Regions from separate parts of the Mus musculus genome. Here region 2 is linked to region 1. Evidence: chromatin contacts called from public promoter capture Hi-C data. All regions are on one chromosome and are shown on one strand. Each heading gives the region's core, a stretch centred on a gene start, on an enhancer-like site or on the middle of the called end of the contact. The rest is flanking DNA. Distances are from core to core; before and after follow the strand shown. Region 1 holds the start of Acsm5 (acyl-CoA synthetase medium-chain family member 5). Region 2 has its middle 22 kb from the start of Acsm4.

Region 1 (4,590 bases), core at 1,286-3,785:
ATACGGTGACATTCACTGTGTACAGAAAGGGTTAAACAAACTGATGGGTGCAAAATGAGAAGCTGAGTATATGGAAGGCAGTAAGCACTCTCTCCCACCTCCACTACTGTTGGTCTCTTAGACTTCCCTTTCTTCCTCTCCCTTGCTCACCTCCCTTCTCTTTCGTTCCCTTCCCTTCACTCCCCTCCCCTCCCCTCCCCTCCCCTCCCTCCCCTCCCTCCCCTTCTCTTCCCTTTCCCGCTCCCCTCCCCTGCCCTCCTTTGAACTTGCTGTCCTGTCCTCTTCTCTTCCCCTATCCCCTCTCCTCCCCTCCCCTTCTCTTCCCTTTCCCCCCTTCCCATCCCTGCCCTCCTTTGCGCTTGCTGTCCTGTCCTCTTCTCTTCCCCCTCCCCTCCTCTTCTCTTCTTTTTCCTCCCCTCCCCTTCTCTTCCCTTTCCCCCCTCCCCTCCCCTGCCTTCCTTTGCACTTGCTGTCCTGTCCTCTTCTCTTCCCCTCTCCCCTCCCCTTCTCTTCCTTTCCCTCCCCTCATCCACCCTTCCTTTCCCTCTGGAAGCACTGGGAAGAAAACCCAGGGCTTCGCACATACTTAGCAGTGCTTTGCCACTTCCACTGTGGAGCCACACTCCAGGCCTTCTAAGTTCCTCTCCTTAGCTGTCTTCCAGCCACATGAACCTCTTCCTTCTTCCTCAAATGAGTAAGAAGGTGATGCCCACCTTCTTACCTCAGGGCCTTAGAGTTGCAGTCTCCTTGGTCAGGAAGCTCTTTACCCAGCAATACTCAAGACTTCTCTTGGCTTCTTTAAAGCCTAGGGACATGTCTTTCCCGGCTGCCCCTTTCCCAATCACTTTGTATCAAATGCTAACAGCCTCACCCTGTTTTGGGCCTTAATTGTCTCCTGAATTACATGTCATTTCCTTTGCTTAGTATATACTAGGCACCCAGGAAATATTATTAAAATAAAGGCTGTTTGTATGATTAGTGTGTCATTGTTATGGCCAGAGTTTTCACCCTTCAGCTTTCTGCTGCCCCAGCTCTTATCAAATACTGACAGACACAGGGATATTGAAATTCTATCACCTGAAGATAGCTCATTTGTCCATATATCTGGGTGTGTAGAACATATCTCTAGAAACTGCTGCAAATTCAGGCATGGGCTTATTGCCTAGGACCCAGTGAAGACACTGTGGCCAAGGCAGTCAGGGAGAAAGAAATGCTGCTCACGTGGACATGGGCCTGGTTGACCTGACGAGATCAGAGGAGGAACATGGCGTATGATTGCTACACAGCCTGTGTGACAACCCCTCATCCCCCTCTAGTGTTAAGAACAATGCTCTGAGGTCCTGTGCTGGGGTATGGGGACTTTGTCAGGTTAGATTTTATCCAAAAATACATACATACATACATACATACATACATACATACATACATACAATAAAAAAAGCAAAACACAGAAATCACTTTGAACTTATTACCCATGGAAAACCCCAACACAGTATCTGGCAGTGAAAAAATATTAAATGAATCTTCACCTTTGCTACTTGAGGACTCAACAAAGAATCACGACCTCTCCCAAATGAAGGAGTATTCTGAGTGCAGGAGTGCCAGAGTGCAGAGGATCCCAAATCTACACCCACGTGTCCTGATGTGCCTGTGTGAAGGGGAGACACACTGGGAATTAACTAAAACTACACAGCAACTAAAACTACACAGCATTAGAAAGGGGCCCGTCCTAGAGAGGGAGGAATGGTGGTCAGAGGAGGAGTGGCAAAAGACTGCTGGTGGAGACAGTTCTGGTCTGAGGGAGTCCCGGGGCTGTTCCATGTGAGACTTTAAGGTAGGATACCGTGTAGAAGGGGCATCTGGGCAGGAAGACTCAGGCATGGAGCTGCACTGTGCTGGAAACAATTACGGGGTGGGGTGGAGCACAAATTAACCTGTGGGAGCTTCGGAAGCTGGTTCTGGTGATAGCTACACTAATGGCATCCCAATGGCTGTGGATCAGGATGGTTTTTTGCTGCTGTTCTCAAAGAAGCAGCCTGCCTGCCTGCCATGCACCCATATCACAGCTTTGGCTTTAACCCTTGAGGAAGTAGGGAGCATTAGAAAGCTTTCTATTTGATCTCAACAGCTTTATTTAGGTAATATCCAGTTTTTTTTTCTTTCCAGTAAATTTATGTAATTGTCCTGCCTTGGCCCCCATCCAAGAGCCATTTTATTCGTTCAAAGAATCCTGCTCACATCCTTTGCCAAGCTATTCCTTCAGGGTCACATTTTTTATCTTTAAGCCCTGGGCAAAGGGTATTGGGGGTGCAGAAGGGGGCATTCAGGTGAAAAACAGATAGGATCTGGTTTATTGTCCTTTCTGTTAAAGCAGCATAAAGCTCTCATTTGAATTCCAGGGAGCACGTGTACTAGTGTGCCAGTCCCTAACAGGCTGACTCCAGGCCAAGGTTTATCTTGCAGGCACTGTTTGCCTGGGAAACCCTGGCAGGGAGCTGCTTTCACCAGCTCACAGTGTCCTGACCCTCTGAAACTTGAAGCTGCTGACTTCTAACCCTGTTTTCTCCAGGCTGTGCTTGGGGCTAAAGCTCCCTGTCCCAATCCTGCCTTCATCGCTTCTGGGGAAATCTTCTCAGGAGCTTTTAGGTCTGCCTTGCTGCTGCAGTGAAACGCAGATGCCTTTTGTGTACCTCAGATTTTAAAACAAGGTAACTGAGCAAGAAACCCTTCACTGGCACGTGCCACCTACCCAGAGACCTTTGGGGATTAAATCAAGGATAGGAATGGCACAATGTGACCTTAGGAAATTGTCAGGAAAGACCTGAAGGCTGTGGAGGTCAGCCATCAAGAAGGGAAGAGTCAAAGAAACGGGTGTGTGTGAGGCAGAATACAGGAGCGATGTCCGGGAGATCCGAGGCTCTAAACCCGGTGTTAGTGGCTACGAGCCAAAGGCTGAACCTAGACTTTTCTGGAAAGTGAGAGTCGGAAGTAACTGTTTCCCTTCTAAGCCGCCTCCTCTAATGAGGAAAGTAGAATTTGGGAGAGAGTTGTCACAGGGCTTCATGAAAAGCTTTTTGTGTAGTTCTTACCGTTGATCGAGCGCTTATGTTATTATACACAATAATGGGTTTCAGCGAGGCTTTTCAGACCCGGATAAAATGTGTTTTCATCCTAATCATCCTCGTTTCCACTCTTTGTCCCTTTCCATCCCCACTGATGCCCTCCTCCTCCTCCTGCTCCTCCTCCTCCTCTCCCTCCTCCTCCTCCTCCTCTCCCTCCTCCTCCTCTCCCTCTTCCTCCTTCTCAACTAGTCCCTCTCTGGCATTTTTGGTTTTTTAAGTTATTATTTCCTGAACCCAGTGAGTTTAATTAGAGTTACTTACAAAAGCATGGATAGTTTCAGGTGCATGGGCAATTTATTGATGTGAAATTGTTGTTGGGTTTTTTGTTTTTTGTTTTTGTTTTCGCAATATGCTCTGTGCACAGTCAGCCTTCAGTGGTTGTGGGAATGGGCCTTTCCTGCTGTTTAAACTATTATCATTGTCTTACTGTTACCCTGTTCTGTTATCACTAGAGGAATTTGCCCCAAGGGACTGAAACTGAAAGTGTCCCCAGGCTACAGATATCTCTGGGATCCTGTGAACATGCAGAGTCACACTCACAGGTGGGAGCCAAGGCACAGCTCTGGGGACCACTCATGCTCTAAGGTCCTATCCCCTGAACAGCAAGGCCCTAAAACAGCTCTGACCACTGGCAGCTCCTGGCACTTAAGAAACCTAGCTGTTGTGTTAGCCTCAAGTGCACACTCTGCTTGCAGTCTCGGTACAAAAGACAAGTGATATGTTGTTCACATGCCTGGCTAAGTACCATATATATTATCTAATTTGTTTCCTTTTTACTTCCCTGCATCTCAGTGCTATAAATCTCTGTGTGGCATGTGTGGCTAGCATTTTGGTTCTACTGGGCAGAGTTGAGCTGTTTGAGATGACGTCATATACTGCACAAATTAGCTGAAATGTCCCACTGTGGCCTCTAATTATTTACCAGTTGAAACATACCAGTGGCTATGTAATTATTTACCAGTTGAAACAGTTAAGAAGTGGGTTAAGAACCTAGGGAGATAATTCAGTCAACAAAATCTTTGTCCTGCAAATATGAGGGCCTAATTCTATCCCAGAACCTATATGGAGGAGCTGGAGACAGGAGGACTCCTGGGGTGCACTGGCCAGCCAGCATAGCCTAACTGATCAGTTATAAGACAATGAGAGATCTTGCCTCAAAGGGGGGGGGGCAGTGCCTAAAAAAACAACAGTCAAGGCTTCCATATGCACCTAAACACACACACCTAAGCACACATGTGTATCTAAAAACACATACACAATCCATATACACAAACACATAAAACGCATGTTGATTGCTTTTAAAACAGCAAAATTACTGTCATTGGGGGATCCCCTTGAAGGCCTAAGTTTTAAGAACTGGGCTGTGAATGGATGGTCTCAGATACATGCAGACCCTGATACAGAGAGAGGTAGGAGAGGACTTCCCGTTCAGAGAAGAGACACTTCCAGTGTCACAGCCGAATGACTG
Region 2 (4,590 bases), core at 1,463-3,962, 140 kb after region 1:
TGAATGTTTGTTTTCCAAGTCAATTCAAACTATAGAGATTTTATGGGAAATTTTGCAGGGGTGTTAGTGAACCAGCTTCTGTTGTGAAAGTAAAAAGTGAAGGGAGATACAGACCCACATCTCTTTATAAGATGGAAGAAGAAGTGTATACTACTCAAACAGGTGGCTCCATCTGCCATCTATGAGGAGAATCCAACTGTTGATACACAACCAATTATGTATCAATCTCAAAATTATACTATTGACTCTTAGGGTACATATCACCTCACAAAAGTCAGAGATGTGTGAAAGGTGGTGTATAAACTGACAACATGACTGATTTTTTATTGTAGTTATAAGAAAGCAAGACAACTGGGAGAATCCAGAGCAAAGAGAGAAAGAAGTAGAAGCAGACTGACCATGGCCAGCTGATTAGACCTGGTCATGAGAGAAGTGGGAGCAGGGCAGATGGATAGAGATGGGTTGGGAGTGTGGGAAAGGAGAGAGAGAGAGAGAGAGAGAGAGAGAGAGAGAGAGAGAGAGAGAGAGAAGGAGAGAGAGAAGGAGAAGAAGAAGAAGAAGAAGAAGAAGAAGAAGAAGAAGAAGAAGAAGAAGAAAAGAAAGAAGAAAAGAAAGAAGAAGAAGAAAAGAAAGAAGAAGAAGAAGAAAAGAAAGAAGAAGAAAAGAAAGAAGAAGAAGAAGAAGAAGAAGAAGAAGAAGAAGAAGAAGAGAAGAAGAAGGAGAAGAAAGGAGGAGGAGAAGGAGAAGGAGAAGGAGGAGGAGGAGGAGGAGGAGGAGGAAGAGGAGGAGGAGGAGGAGGAGAGAAGAAAAGAAAGAAGAAGAAGAAGAAGAAAAGAAAGAAGAAGAAGAAGAAGAAGAAGAGAAGAGAGGAGAAGAAGAAGAAGAGAAAGAAGAAGAAGAAGAAGAAGAAGAAGAAGAAGAAGAAGAAGAAGAAGAAGAAGAAGAAGAAGAAGAAGAAGAAGAAGAAGAAAAGAGGAGGAGAGAGCAAGAGAGGGATGGAGGGGGAGAGGGAAAGTGAGGAAGAAAGAGAGAGGGCATACCAAAATAGCAGAGCTATAAGGGGAGTGGTATAGCCATGGGGAAGGAAGCCTGTGAGCTAGGGGGGCTTAGGGTAGGGGAAGAGGTGAGAAGAGTCCTGATACTAGCATGGCCTTTGAAATGGATAACAGGTTCTTGTGATTCTGAAGGAGCTTGAAGGCCAGCATATGCCATGGTATGCTAATAGACAGCCATTTGTCCCTTCTGCCTTTTGGATCTTGGGGAAATGGACAGGTGCATCAGCTTTGGAGACGAGCAATGGGGAGAACACGGACAGTTGTGACTAACAGATGTGATCCCTTCCTGAAAGGGGTGATTCCTCACTGGGCATATATAAGTGTAAAATTTGTTTTTCCTGAGAAATATGAATAAGAAGATGTTTGGGGGTTTGTTTGTTTATTTGTTTGGTCTCACGTAGCCCAGGCTGGTCATATATAACTGAAGATGGCCTTTAACTTCTGTTCTTCCTGCCTCTACATGCACATAATGGGATTACAGATGTGCATTCTTGGTCTTTGTGGTGCTGAGGCTTGGACCCAGGACCTTGTGCATGCTGGGTAAGCACTCTACCAATCGAGCTGCATCCCCAGCTCTACACTTTTTAGAGATTTTATTTATTCTATGTATATGAGTACACTGGGGCTGTCTTCAGCCACACCAGACAAGGGCATCGGATCCCATTACAGATGGTTGTGAGCCACCATGTGGTTGCTGGGATTTGAACTCAGGACCTCTGGAAGAGCAGTCAGTGTTCTTCTCTCCAGCCCCCAGCTCTACATTTTTAGAACTCTAAATACAATTTTATTCCAAAGTTAAAGGATCACTTTAAAACTGAGAAATAAACACATATAAACTTAACAGTGGACAGGAAACCTGGGCCTTCTGCTAAATCCCCATGAGTCATCCTCTTAAAATTCTCTGGGCATACCCAGAAGTATGCCCATACAATGTGAAAGACTGAGGGAAAACAACTAATCAAATGTGAACAATACATGTGAAAGTAGCACACGAAATATGCTTGTGAGCGTGAGCATGACTAAGAGAAACGCGCCCCTGTTTTACAATGCCTAGGTTATTAATCCAACCATAATCATGCACAGAAAATTGCTTAGCACAATTTCTATCACAATTTTCTTTCAACCTTCATGCCAGTTCTTAAAAAGACACTTAAGGACATATCTCTGAAGGACATACAAATTGTGTGTCAAAATAAGTGTATATAATATTAAGCATTGAGAACTAACATGCTATAAGAATGTGATTCCAAATAATCAATGATAAAAATTCACTTTCATATTTCATAAAATGACCCTTAAGCCAATCAGTAACAATACTGCAAGTTAATATGTAAATGAACAGAAAACTTGGAAAGTTATGGGAATGACAACAAATGCAATCATCATTTTACAAAATTGATATTTATGAGTATGACAAGAAGACATGAATGAAAATATAATCCCACCTAACCCAGACACCTAGCCTTAGTTTTGTGCAAAACAAATAAACAAAGCAAAACACCCTCTCCAAAGTGAGTTCTGGAACATTTTCCCTTTGACACTCAAACCTTGGTAAAGTACAGAGTGTACTTCTTGGAAGCAGCTACTACTTGACAGAGAGCAATAACCTGGATTGTAAGGGTCAAAGACACAGATCAAATATGCCAAAGAGCAAAGTCTGTCCTACCACTAGCTGGTGAAAGTCCTGAGTCATGGACATCCAGTTCCAGTTGGTGGCTGTCGGGATATTAACCGTGGTTCTGTAATCAGACATGGATGAAGCCCGACAGAACTTCTCTCTGAAAACCAAGCTTCAAGAGTGGATGGCCTAGAACAAGCAGATAAGCCACTTAACTGCTCAGGGGAGAGAAAGTCTTACTCACCCATGGGAATTTAGCCAGACAAAGTGAAAAGTAAAATAAAATAAAACAAAATAATAATAAGCATATTTCATCAAGGTTCATCATGGCATTCCCTTCTTGTGGGTGTGGATAAACAGAATAAATGTTCCTTACTTGAGGTTGGGTAAGTGCAACGATTCTGACTTTGAACAAGAGTCCGTGATCACTAGAGATTTCTGGAGCCCTTGTCCAGTAACCTAGTACAGGTCGGTCAAAACCAGTGTGACCATATCTATGGGATGTTCTCTTCCCTCTCTCTTAGCCCTTCCTCCTCCTCCTCCTCCTCCTCCTTCTCCTCTTCCTCCTCTTCCTCCTCCTCCTCCTCCTCCTCCTCCTCCTACTACTACTACTACTACTCCTCTTCCTCCCCTCCTCCTCCTTCTTCTTCTTCTCCCCCCCTTCTCTCTCCTCTACAAACAATACACACACACACACCTTTGTGTCCCTGTAATGGAGGGTGTGTGTGGCATTTCTGTAGTAAAGTGCATACTCTCACAGTAAGAAATGAACCTCTGCAACCAACAGATTGGGAAAGGATCTTTACCAATCCTAAATCTGATAGGGGACTAATATCCAATATATATAAAGAACTCAAGAAGCTAGACTCCAGAAAATCAAATAACCCCATTAAAAATGGGGTACAGAGCTAAACAAAGAATTCTCAACTGAGGAATACCGAATGGCTGAGAAGCACCTGAAAAAATGTTCAACATCCTTAGTCATCACTCCAGTCAGAATGGCTAAGATCAAAAACTCAGGTGACAGCAGATGCTGGCAAGGATGTGGAGAAAGAGGAGCACTCCTCCACTGCCGGTGGGATTGCAAGCTTGTACAACCACTCTGGAAATCAGTCTGGTGGTTCCTCAGAAAATTGGACATAGTACTACCGGAAAATCCAGCAATACCTCTCCTGGGCATATACCCAGAAGATGTTCCAACTTGTAATAAGGGCACATACTCCACTATGTTCATAGCAGCCTTATTTATAATAGCCAGAAGCTAGAAAAAAACCAGATGTCCCTCAACAGAGGAATGGATACAGAAAATATGGTACATTTACACAATGGAGTAGTACTCAGCAATTAAAACAATAAATTTATAAAATTCTTAGGCAAATGGATGGATCTGAAGGATATCATTTTGAGTGAGGTAACCCAATCACAAAAGAACACACATGATATGCACTCACTGATAAGTGGCTATTAGCCCAGAAATCTAGACTGCCCAAGATACAAAACACAGGAAACTCAAGAAGAAGGAAGACCAATGTGTGGATACTTTGTTCCTTCTTAGAATGGGGAACAAAATAGCCATGAAAGGACTTACAGAGACGAAGTTCAGAGCTGAGACAGAAGGAAGGACCATCCAGAGACTCCCCCACCCGGGGATCCATCCCATATACAACCACCAAACCCAGACACTATTGCATATGCCAGCAAGATTTTGCTGACAGGACCCTGATATAGCTATCTCTTGTGAGGCTATGCCAGTGCCTGGCAAATACAGAAGTGGATGCTCACAGTCATCTATTGGACGGATTACAGGGCCCCCAATGAAGGAGCTAGAGAAAGTACTCAAGGAGCTAAAGGGGTCAGCAACCCTATAGGAGGATCAACGATATGAACTAACCAGTACCCCACAGAACTGTGTCTCTA

What was found. Promoter capture Hi-C pulls out the DNA fragments that hold promoters and counts their contacts.
Region 2: a contact with region 1 is called in a promoter capture Hi-C map of liver. The contact joins the enhancer-like site here to the promoter of Acsm5 in region 1. A contact is called at or near these places in 12 of 39 promoter capture datasets (3T3-L1-derived adipocytes, the C10 cell line, embryonic stem cells and 4 more), 1 of 15 datasets of contacts at CTCF or cohesin (embryonic stem cells), 57 of 484 Hi-C or Micro-C datasets (the Ba/F3 cell line, the G1E-ER4 cell line, Sertoli cells and 18 more), 4 of 115 datasets of contacts at active chromatin or transcription factors (astrocytes, hepatocytes and liver) and 2 of 9 other capture datasets (embryonic stem cells and pancreatic islet).

What each region holds. Positions count from the first base shown.
Region 1 is chr7:119,523,730-119,528,319 of GRCm38.p6, forward strand. Acsm5 (acyl-CoA synthetase medium-chain family member 5) reads left to right here and starts at 2,536. Exons shown (of 14, transcript NM_178758.3): 1 at 2,536-2,708. It also overlaps a transcript of Pdilt not described here.
Region 2 is chr7:119,665,364-119,669,953 of GRCm38.p6, forward strand. No RefSeq gene overlaps it. Among named protein-coding and RNA genes, the nearest start is that of Acsm4, 22 kb to the right of the region's middle. Within about 2 kb of position 2,713, at least 4 of the 459 cell types and tissues checked have an H3K27ac peak or open chromatin away from gene starts, as enhancers often do. A contact at or near this core is called in hepatocytes and liver, where this site is marked.